Linked DNA regions of Mus musculus: regions 1 and 2 are each linked to region 3. Evidence: chromatin contacts called from public HiCAR-type and promoter capture Hi-C data. All regions are on one chromosome and are shown on one strand. The core of a region is the stretch at or near the end of the contact, and the rest is flanking DNA. Distances in the headings are between cores, read along the strand shown. Region 1 holds the start of Smtn (smoothelin). Region 2 holds the start of Ppia (peptidylprolyl isomerase A). Region 3 holds the start of Ap1b1 (adaptor protein complex AP-1, beta 1 subunit).

Evidence for each region. HiCAR-type assays count read pairs that join an accessible place to other places. Capture Hi-C pulls out chosen DNA fragments and counts their contacts.
Region 1: a contact with region 3 is called in a HiCAR-type map of astrocytes, with 9 times the contacts expected there. The contact joins the promoter of Smtn here to the promoter of Ap1b1 in region 3. A contact is called at or near these places in 1 of 39 promoter capture datasets (liver), 2 of 115 datasets of contacts at active chromatin or transcription factors (astrocytes and pancreatic cancer cells) and 1 of 9 other capture datasets (liver).
Region 2: a promoter capture Hi-C map of adipose tissue shows a contact between it and region 3, with 3 times the contacts expected there. The contact joins the promoter of Ppia here to the promoter of Ap1b1 in region 3. A contact is called at or near these places in 1 of 39 promoter capture datasets (pre-B cells), 1 of 115 datasets of contacts at active chromatin or transcription factors (large pre-B cells) and 1 of 9 other capture datasets (adipose tissue).

The regions. Positions count from the first base shown.
Region 1 is chr11:3,537,838-3,541,253 of GRCm38.p6, reverse strand. Smtn (smoothelin) reads left to right here and starts at 1,962. Exons shown (of 20, transcript NM_001284427.1): 1 at 1,962-2,142. Gm11946 (a long non-coding RNA gene) reads right to left here. Exons shown (of 6, transcript XR_001780145.2): 3 at 1,539-3,416; 4 at 613-814; 5 at 68-483.
Region 2 is chr11:6,414,455-6,417,723 of GRCm38.p6, reverse strand. Ppia (peptidylprolyl isomerase A) reads right to left here and starts at 1,857. Exons shown (of 5, transcript NM_008907.2): 1 at 1,745-1,857. The coding sequence starts at 1,813.
Region 3 is chr11:4,984,946-4,988,421 of GRCm38.p6, reverse strand. Ap1b1 (adaptor protein complex AP-1, beta 1 subunit) reads right to left here and starts at 1,598. Exons shown (of 21, transcript NM_007454.3): 1 at 1,371-1,598.

The DNA.
Region 1 (3,416 bases), core at 713-3,212, 1.4 Mb after region 3:
TCCTTCTCATCTGGCTGTTCCCAGATAATACCACCCCTGTTTCTTATTCTACCCACATTCTGCTCACCTCCTTTTCTTACCCACAAGCCTCTCAGATTTTACTCTTCTGAAAAATGTCTTTCCATCTGATGACTTTCTTTGTACTCATCTTCAATGATGTTTAGCATCCACCTCCGAGGAGCCCTCCAGGATTTCTTCCATCTTAGAAATAACAAGGGGAGGAAAGGTGCTCTGGTTCTAGGCAAAATTCTGCGATAATAGTGCCATTACCACCTTGGGTTTCAACTTCCTTCTTGTAGAATCCGACTGTCTTGCACAGTTGTTATCTTGGCAATCTGACTTTCAGTGCCTGCTGTACATTCACGGGACGTTTTCTCTTCCCTGCCTACATTATAAAGTTCTCACCACTTGCACGGGGTCGCCCTTTGATGCCTAGATCACCATCACCACCACTACCAGATACCTTTTTACATGGCACCATCCCTGGCAAGAAGGAAAAAAAAAAAAAAAAAAAAGGCAAGGTAGGTCAGTCTGGAGACGGGCCAGGGCCTGACAAGCGGTAGGGTGAGGGCGCACAGCGCTAAATAGACAATCCCGGAAACAGGCACCCACCTCGGCCATTCATTGATCTCAGCCAGCGCGAGCAGGCGGTTCACTGGAGCAATCGGCTTCCCACTCAGGTAGGGAAGACTAGGAAACCTCCACAGCCGGCGTCTTCGTCGGTTTGGCGCATTTCTTCTGCCTCCCCCGCAAGGGGCTTCCTTCTCTAGGTCTTATTTTCCAATATATAAGGTGAGAGGACCACCTCTTGGGGCTGTGGGAGGAAACAAAAAGACTTTAAATGGACACAGGTCCTCTCTTTGGGTGTGTAAAGGTTGGTCTTGGAGAAATCTGAGTTGGAGCTCTCTGAGAGACTACAGGAGCCAGCTCAGCCCTACCTCAGTTCCACATTATAGTGTTAGCAGAGATTAGAATCCCTGCTAGGTGGGATGAACCTCGACTCCATTACCCATAGGCTTTTGTCTCATCTGTATAAGGGAACAGTCAAATCTCATTAAGTTGTTATGGATATTATAATCTGATACACAACACACAACACACACACACACACACACAAGAAATACGTTGGTGCTTTTATGGTTTTTATTTGATTTACAGTTTTTATTTATCAAGCTGGACTCCAGACTTTATCTGCCCAGGCTCCACCCTACTTTTTTCTTAGGCAAGACCAGTAGGGCGGCTCCACAGCCTCCAGGATGACAGGGAAGCTTTCCCTCCAGGGTCTGAGCTCTTGGGTCTCCTGGTTGACTCTTTGTATTGTCTCCTTGGGATCTTCAGTTTCCCCCATTTGTTGAGTTGCGAGGTTCATACTCCCTATTTAGAACTTCGGGGGTCTCAGAGGCAGACTTTAAAGAATTTGGGAGAGCATGCTACATATATGAGCAAGGAAGGTACGATATGATTGATCCTGCTCCATCTCAGATGTCCTGGGCGACTCAATAATTGTCAAAATGCTGCTGGTCACCCAGTCTCCTTACCCTGAGGTGGCACAGACCAGGTGTCCCGAAAGCGCCCTTTGAGCGTTGAGTTGACTGGGCAGTCTGTGTACTAAGGCGCCTAGTGGGTGGAGTCCGGAGAAAGGATGTGGTCTCAAGAACAAAAAGGAGGGCAGGGAGGGGCTGTCAGGACCGCTCAGGGCTTACAGGATCCCAAGATACTTATTTGCCCGGTTTGTGGCACATTCCGGACTTTGGCTTAGAGCCTGTATCCTGGTGAAGCCCACCCGAGGATGTCTAGGACCTCGCAACAGCAGTCCCCAAAACTACAATACCCAACATGCCTGTACAGTGAGGGGCTGGAGTCTTTTGGGGGCGGGTCCTAAAAAATTGAATTTTCCCAATGGGACCAGAGCAGGGGCGTGTCTCAACAGAGAATTGGCTGGGACAGCTTGGCAGGGCGGAGCCAGCCATCTGGCTGGCGCCGCGGGACAGGCGTCTGCAGCAGAGTCCAGGGTACGTTGCTGAACCGGCCTGGGCTCCTGGGCTGCGGCTCCTCCCGTCGGTCTGCCGGTCTCTACTGCATCTACCGGGTCCCGACCAAACTAACACGAAACTGCGCCGGAACGGCGGGCCGGACTGAGAGGTGGGTATGAGGATCTCGGGTCTACTCTAGGAGTCCGGATGAGTCCGGGGAAGGGGGTGTGAAACCTGGATGTCTGGACAGGGATTCTGAAACTCCCAGGTCCGGGAACCCTAGCCAAATCACGAGAACTCCAAAGACACATGGTTGAAGTTCTGAGACCCTGGGGAAAGAGTCTTGAAGAGACTCTATGGACTTGGAAGAGGCTTCTCGATCCCCAGAGACACTAATCTATAGGGAGCTGATACCTCGAGGAATCTTTCCCAGATCCTGACCCATCTCTCGCAGGGCCTTAACAATCCCCAGGACTGAAAACTCTGTAGCATGAAGCCATGAGAATGGTGGCAAGCAGTGGCAGGAATTTCTGAGCAGACAGTCCCGAGTATCACCTAGGTTTGGAACTAACAACACCCTTACCCAACATGAAGAAGCATAGCATGTCCACAATACTTAAGATTGGGCACTGGGGAGGGGTAGTTACCCCAGACAGAGTATCTAGACTAGGAGGTAAAGACTCTAGCAGTGCCTTCCAACTCCAACTAGTGCGCACTGGGACTCCCCCAGACCCATTCACCGGATGGGGTGACTCACACCAAGTGACTGTTGTAGAGAGGGAGTGGATGATTTCGGGATGAATCAATGGAGGTGGGGGGTCCAGAGGCCATTTCAGTCACCACATTAGCAAAACATCCAGGTGTGCTAGACCATGGAACCACAAATTCCAGAGACACTGGGGACTCCAGGAAGGAGTGATTTGGGCTAGAGACTGGCACCAGATTTAGGAATCCATTTTGACGGTCAGTGGTTGAACAAGAAACAAACAGCCTGGAGTCTTGGGCAGCATCTTGGAAGGGGACTTCAGAAGGCAGAAGTCACCAAGATTTGTGTTAGGTTCTTTCTGCCCTTTGAGTCTGAGTTTTTCTGACCCCCTGTGATGAATCTTTGACCATCTCCCATCCTCTCAGTTTGCCTGAAGTCCAGAGGTTGGGTGGGTCAGCTTCCCAAGGCCCTTCCAGTTGGAAAGTGAACTGTGAGTGAATTCTGAGTGTGTGAATGGACAGGGAGAGAGGGACACCTGGCTCCCCAAGGTCAGGTCTGCTGACATCAGGGAGGAAAGGAGTCAAAACTGAAGGCTGGCTCCAAGAACTGCCAGACACAGGTAGCTCCCATACCTGTGGGAATGACAGTCTTAGTAAGAATTGGATATGGGCTCAGCCCACAGCCAGACGCCCAGCTTGTGGAGGTGGGTGGAGGGGCAGGCTCGGTGGCCCCTAGAG
Region 2 (3,269 bases), core at 608-3,107, 1.4 Mb before region 3:
CAAATAAACTGTTAGTTTCTGGCAATGAAAATGCTACCACCTTCAACCTGTCAGCATAGCTTTAAGCATCAGGTGAGTGGCTCCTAACCTAATTGTAGAGGACTGTAGAGGATTCCAACACTTCAATATCTACATGCCCTTTCATAGCTAGTTGAAAACCACAACTCATCAGTTGCAGCATCTACACTTCTCTTGGAGGAATACATTTATGGTTTAAGTAGTTAAATATGTGACTCCTTTGGACTGTTTTTTTTTTCTCACAGCTTAACAGCTTTCCAAGTCCACATTTTTTTTCATCAAATTATGACTTCAAAGCCTTTCTTGGCAGCTCCACCTCTATTTTCACCTATGGGCTCATCTCATTCCCATTAAGCTCTGGTTAACCTGATACTATCCTACCCAGGCTAAGCTTAGGCCAAGTTTCCACAAGAGTCCTTGTCAATTATCAGCTCTTGACTAGATACATGCTGGGTGAGGGCTAATTAGAACCTAGTGCTCTTTTTATGTGCCTACCTACTATGTGTACCCAGCACTGTGGCAGGCGGGCAATCGGGAGATCTAGCTTTTGAGTTAAAAACTCACCAATGATAGCTTCTGGAGTTTAACAGTACAGACACTAAGTAACATATTCCACTATGGCCTAAGGGCTAGTACTGAGGCTAACAATAATATTTAATTTTGGGGTTTTTTGTTTTTTTCGAGACAGGGTTTCTCTGTATAGCCCTGGCTGTCCTGGAACTCACACTGTAGACCAGCGTGGCCTCGAACTCAGAAATCCGCCTGCCTCTGCCTCCCGGGTGCTGGGATTAAAGGCGTGCGCCACCACGCCCGGCTGAATATTTAATTTTGTAAAAGAAAAACGCCAATTGTTTAGGGTACTCTAATTACTAACTGATCTTTAAGCAGCCACTTAACCTCCAGAACTAATTAAGTAGGTAACTACTGGCAATCCACTTTGGTCAATGCAAACTGCAGCGTGGCCAGTCATAACATGCCTGTCTCACTGAGGGTAATAGGGAGGGGTTCAGAGCGCCTCCCCCGCTGCGCCATCACTGCGACAGGAGGCGGTCCTTGGGCACCAGCAAAAGCCAAGCCTTTCTCGTTTCCGCTCGGGGGTGGGGGACGCGGAGGGGTATTTTGAGCCTCCCTAACCAAATGTGGCTACTTCGGACCAAATGGCCAAAGGTTCAATTCACACTCAAGTCTGCTATAAAACGATTATTTTATATTCTTCGTAGGAACCACTAGGTTTAGGAAACCACTAGGTTTAACCGGGCTAACGAGCACGTCCGGGCTCTCCGAGCCTTCGCCCCTGAGACCTTAGGCAGGGTCCCTGCTCAGATCCGAGTAAAAGGCTGTGGGGCTCCGGAAAGCAGGCTGGGAAGAGGCCCGCGGGGCTGCAGCGCCGCAGCGGAGCAGGGCGGGGCCCAACGGCTGGGAGAAGGGAGAGGCGCGGAGCACGTGCGCCCGGCCTCGCGGGGCCCCACAGGACGCAGCCACGTGCGCCTGCGGGGAGGCCGGGACGGGCGGGGACGGCCCCCTCCCCCAACGGCCGCGCCCCGCCCGGCTTTGTCCGCAGCCCGCCCAGCCTCCCCGCGCCTCGCCAGCCTCCCAAAATGGCCCCTCGTCAGGAAATGGCGCCGCCACCCGCGCTCGCTCCACCGGAGGGTCGGGCCGCGCCCGAGAGAGCCTCCCCCTCCACAGCTCCCGGGACCCCACCCTGGAGCACCACTGCCCACCCGACCTCGAAGGAGACGCGGCCCAAGGGCTCGTCATCGGCCGTGATGTCGAAGAACACGGTGGGGTTGACCATGGCTGCAGCAAGCGGCGAAAAGCGACAGTGGCGTCTGCAAAGCGGCACGAGCCTCGCCGCGGCTTCCTTTATACCCGGTTCGGGCCCCGCCCACCACCGAGTCGCGCGCCCGGACCTGGATCAATCACAACTGCTTTCCAAACGGAGTGACGGCGCGACAGGCCTATGGGCGGGCGCGGGCGCGGGTGGGGCGGGGCGCGAGGCGCGCGTGCGCTGTAGCGCGCAGAGGCAGGTTCCCGCCCGCGGGCTCCTACTAGATGGTTGCGGCGCGGTCGGTGGGGGAAGAGTCCGAGGGCAGTTAGGGAGGGTGGCCACGCAATCTGGCTGTCCTTAGGAACGCGTCGGGGCCCCTGGTCTTCCCCAGTGGTACCGCGTATCTTCCCATTGCACAGAGCAAGTAACTGAGGCAAACATGGTCCTCAAGGTCGAGCGGCCCTTCAAGGTCGGGCGGGGTCCTGAGGCGCTGCCCTCTCTGCGGAAACTCGAACAGGCAGGCATCCCTGGGCCTAGATCCAGGACCCACACCGTCATTGTGCAATGGCAACCGCTTCCTGATAGGTCCCTGTGAGCGCCTCCGTTTTCTTAAACTCTGGGGAACGGGCACAAGCAGCCCCCTCATTTTAAAGATTATGAAATACTTTTTAAATGTCCTACTTTCCAAATATATCTTGTGTTTTCTCCAGGAGGAAGCTATTTAAACACGATCCTGGTCAGAGTCTACCTGTAATTTTTTTCTCCCCGACCCCCAATACCCCAAGGTCTTCTCATTTCCTCATGTGGCCTAAGGCGTGCTCTCAAAGGCTTCACACGCCTGTAAATCCCACCTCTAGGTAGATGGAGACAGGAGGATAGTGAGTTCCATACAGCCTGAGCTGTAAGTGTGAGGCCCTGCCTCATAAACAAAGCCTGAGTATGGGAAAGTCGGTGCTGTGGAAGACCCTTCACCATAGCGTCTGCTGGAGTTGGCTCCCGAGCTGTAAGGCCTTTAGACACAGAACCTCAGGAATGTGGGTCTGGCCATGCCTTATTTGGATGAATCAGACCAAAAGCACATTAGGTTGAACTACAAAGAGTTTTGATTTGCCAAACTGGAAAATTCTGTACCAGTGTGCTTTGTGCATATAGCATCATGTAAACCTGCTTTTCTCAAAACTGTTAAGTGCTTGCAGGACAAGCTCAAGGACCTACCTGCGTTTGGATCCCCAGCACCTATGTAAAAGCCAGGCCATTGGGAGGAGTCTGTAAGTCCAGGCCTGGAGGCAATGGAGACTGACTGGTTAGACAGTCTAGGCAAGACTGAGTCAGTATAGTGGATAAGGTAGAGACAGGGATGGGGAGAAGGCCCCATGGTTAAGAGCACTTGCCTTTATTTTTAACTAACTGATTGTTTTGGTTATAGTTTGCATTTTAGGAGTTCTTTGCATATTCTGGGTTTAATTTCTTACCTGACATATAA
Region 3 (3,476 bases), core at 349-2,848:
GGAGTCTAAGGCAAAAGGGCTGCTATGAATTCAAGACACATGAGATATCCTGGCCAGACTGGGACAGAGTGAGACTGGAAAAAAAAAAGGCAATTAATGTAACATTTTTACTTACTACTTTTTTCCAAAAGAGCAAGGAAACTTTCACAGGCTCATTTCAGTTCCTTGCACTCAAGAGGAAGTAGGAAGATAGTAAGTCTCTCTTGTGTTGCTGTCAGGGAAACTAAGGTATAAGGAAGGAGCAACAAAATGTCTCTAAAGGAAAAGAGGCTCACACCCCAGGTACCAAGTCGCCTTCCCATCTCCCACGCAGACCAGTCATCCCAGGCACCATGACAGGCCAAAGGCCATCCTGTGGGCCTGTTCCCCTAGAACCTAGGACCAAAAGATCCCCCAAGGGGCCCCGTTGTTCCCCTCTTTACTGCAAAACGAATAAAGTGCAAACGGGATGAAGGGGTTGTCTGGATATCAATTCCAAGAATAGCCCAATAGGCAGGAAGACCTGAGAGCCAAAACACTGACAAAAACAACCTGGCCGAACAGCCTCCTAAGTTGAAAGTGTATCAACAGCTCCTCCTAAACATCGGATCAGACGACAGGTGAGAAGGCTGCATCCTGACACCAACTCACACAATATATTGGCGACAATATATCAAGTCACTTCTAGACCCCAAGCCAGCTCCAGGTGCCTTTCTCCCCGAGCTTTGAAGGTCTCTGGAGACCTACATAGGAAGCCTGATTTTGCCTCTACTACTCGAATGACCTTCCGTGTGTCATTTAACCTCCCGTGCCTCGGTGTCCTCGCGAGTGAGAGGGGGAAAGCAACAGTAGCTACCTTACAGAGGCAGCTGTGAGCTCAGTACACAAAGTGCTTAGCACAGAGGTTCGAAGTCAGGAAGGGCTGGAGAACCAGTGACAAGACATTCTTGTGGTGTTAGAACTAAGACAAGTGCTCCCATTCTGTCAACGTGTCCCTGAGGATCCAAAGGACGAGGGGCGGGTGGCAGAAGGCCATTTCTAGATGTTTGCCCCGTTTTGGGGGGGCGGCGGCTAAGAGATAAGGCCCTGAACGAGGAGGCCTGAGGTTGGCCGAGGAGTGGGAAGGGACAAGCAGGGCGCAGGGGAGGCCTAAGTGCAGGAGTCTCTCCGAACCGGACTGCGGACCTGAAATGACGGACGGCTTGACGCCGGGCCGCCAAGCCGTCGGGAATGAATGAGCACGCAGGCCTTTCACCTTCGCCCTCTCGCGGCTCGCAACCCTCCAGCGCAGCGTCCTCTCCGTGACCTCTGACCTCGCAGACCCCCCCCACTCCTCGGACCCCTTCGGGTTTGTTTGTTTTCCTATCTCGCCGGGCTGCCTTTTTCCTCACCCACAAATCCAAACGGCTCCGGGTGCCGCGGCTCGGCTCGCTTCAGCAGCAAAATGTCCGCAGCCTCCGCCTCCCTCTCCTCCGGTGCGTCGCAGCAGCCGGCGGCTCCAAGCTCCACGGCTGTCACCTGCCGAGCGGAAGTAAGAGGCCCGTGCGCGGAACTTCCGGTGGACGCACACCCCGGGGGCGGGGTCGAGGGTGCAACCTGGCGGGAGGGGCTGGGGACCTGTTGGGCGGGGCCTGTGTGGGAAGGGCGGGGCCTTAGCAGAGCCGGCTTTTATGAGAATTGAGGGCCTGGGCGGGCCAAGCGGCTAAGTTCAGGCTGGGATACCCTTGCTCAGAATCCCTGGCCAGGCTCCCTCTCAAACACCATGGAATCGAAAGGGTCTTGGAAGACTTTAAAGTTCATCTCTTTCTGAGTTACAGATGGGAAGACTGAGGCCAACGTTGTCTTAGGAAAAGGGAAAGTCGGAGCTACAAATCTGATCAGCTGCTGGACTGCGCCTGTCTGCTAGGCTAAAACGAGACTTTTTCTGCTGCCCTTGGAAAATTCATTGTTCTAAAAGGAAAACATAAGCTACGTCCAAGACTTCTTATCCAAGGGATACTTCACAGTGAGACCTCAACTGATACAGCCATTTCATTCCTGACTTTGGTCCTATTAATTTTCTCTTTCTAATAGATAACTTGTGTTCATCCCCTTTAAAACATTATAAAACTTCTATTCTAGCATTTTTATTAAACCAATAATATCTGCATTGCAGAAAAAAAGAAATATATTAGTGGGGGCTGGAGAGATGGCTCAGTGATTAAGAACACTGGCTGGTCTTCCAGAGGACCTGAGTTCAGTTCCCAGCAACCACACTGTGGCTTACAACCATCTGTAATGGGATCCCATGCCTTCTTCTAGTGTGTCTGAAGACAGCGACAGTGTTGTACTCATACACACAAAATAAATAATTCTTTTTAAAAAAAAAAGAAATATATTAGTAAGGAAAAAAGGCAAAACCAAAACACGTAGGCTCCTGAGAAAATCGTTTTTTAACACTTGGTTATCCTCCTAGATGTAATATGTCTGCCTTTTTATTTTATTATTTGTGTGTTATTGATTTGAGACAAGCTCTTGCTGTGTAACCCAAGCCAGCCCCATTGTTGAGCTCACAGTGATGTACTATCATGCCTGGTCTATGTAGTGCTGGGATCTAACTCAGAGCTTTTACATCCTATGCAAGCACTCTAACAACTGAATCGCTGTCACCTTGGCTGACCTGGAAACTGAAAAACCAAGCAGAAGTCTGCCTGCCTCTGTCTCACAGTGTTGGGTTTAAAGGTGTGCACAACCACACCCAGCTGTTTTTACATTCTTTAAAGTTTTGTCATAATATAATTATGACAAATTGATAAAATAGTTATGGCAAATTGATAAAATAGACAAAATAGAATTCCAGATGCTGGGGTGAAGAGATGGTTCAGCAGTTAAAAACACTGGCTGCTCTTCCAGATAACAGGGGTTCATTCCCAGAACCCACATGGCAGCTCACAGCACCCACATGGCAGCTCATGGCATCTGTGACTATAGTCCAAGAGGATCTAAAACCCTCTTCTGACCATGCAAGCACAGGTACATGCACATATGAACATAAAATAAAATAAATAAATCTTGCCAAGTAGTGATGGCATACACCTTTAATCCCAGATGGATTCCAAAGTTTGAGACCAGCCTGGTTTACAGACAGAATTTCAGGACATCCAGGGCAAAGGTTAGGCTTGGTGGTGCATGCCAGTAATTCCAGTACTTGGGAAGCAGAGTCAAGTAGATTTCTGTGTGCTCAAAGCCATCCTGGTCTGCATAGAAAATTCCCAAAGTTACAACAGTGAAACCTTGTCTCAATGTCTCAAAGACAAACAAAACAACAACAAAAAGAATACCATTTACCCTTCACCCCGCTTCCCTCAATGGTGACACAGGATAATAGTAACACCCGGAAATTGTCATTGGTAAAATATTTTTGATAAAGTGTCTTGGTTTTAAAAACAGGATTTGTATGAGATTACAGCTGACCTTGCTTAGCCCAGAGAAGAATGTTGAAGAGACAGCCTGTTTCC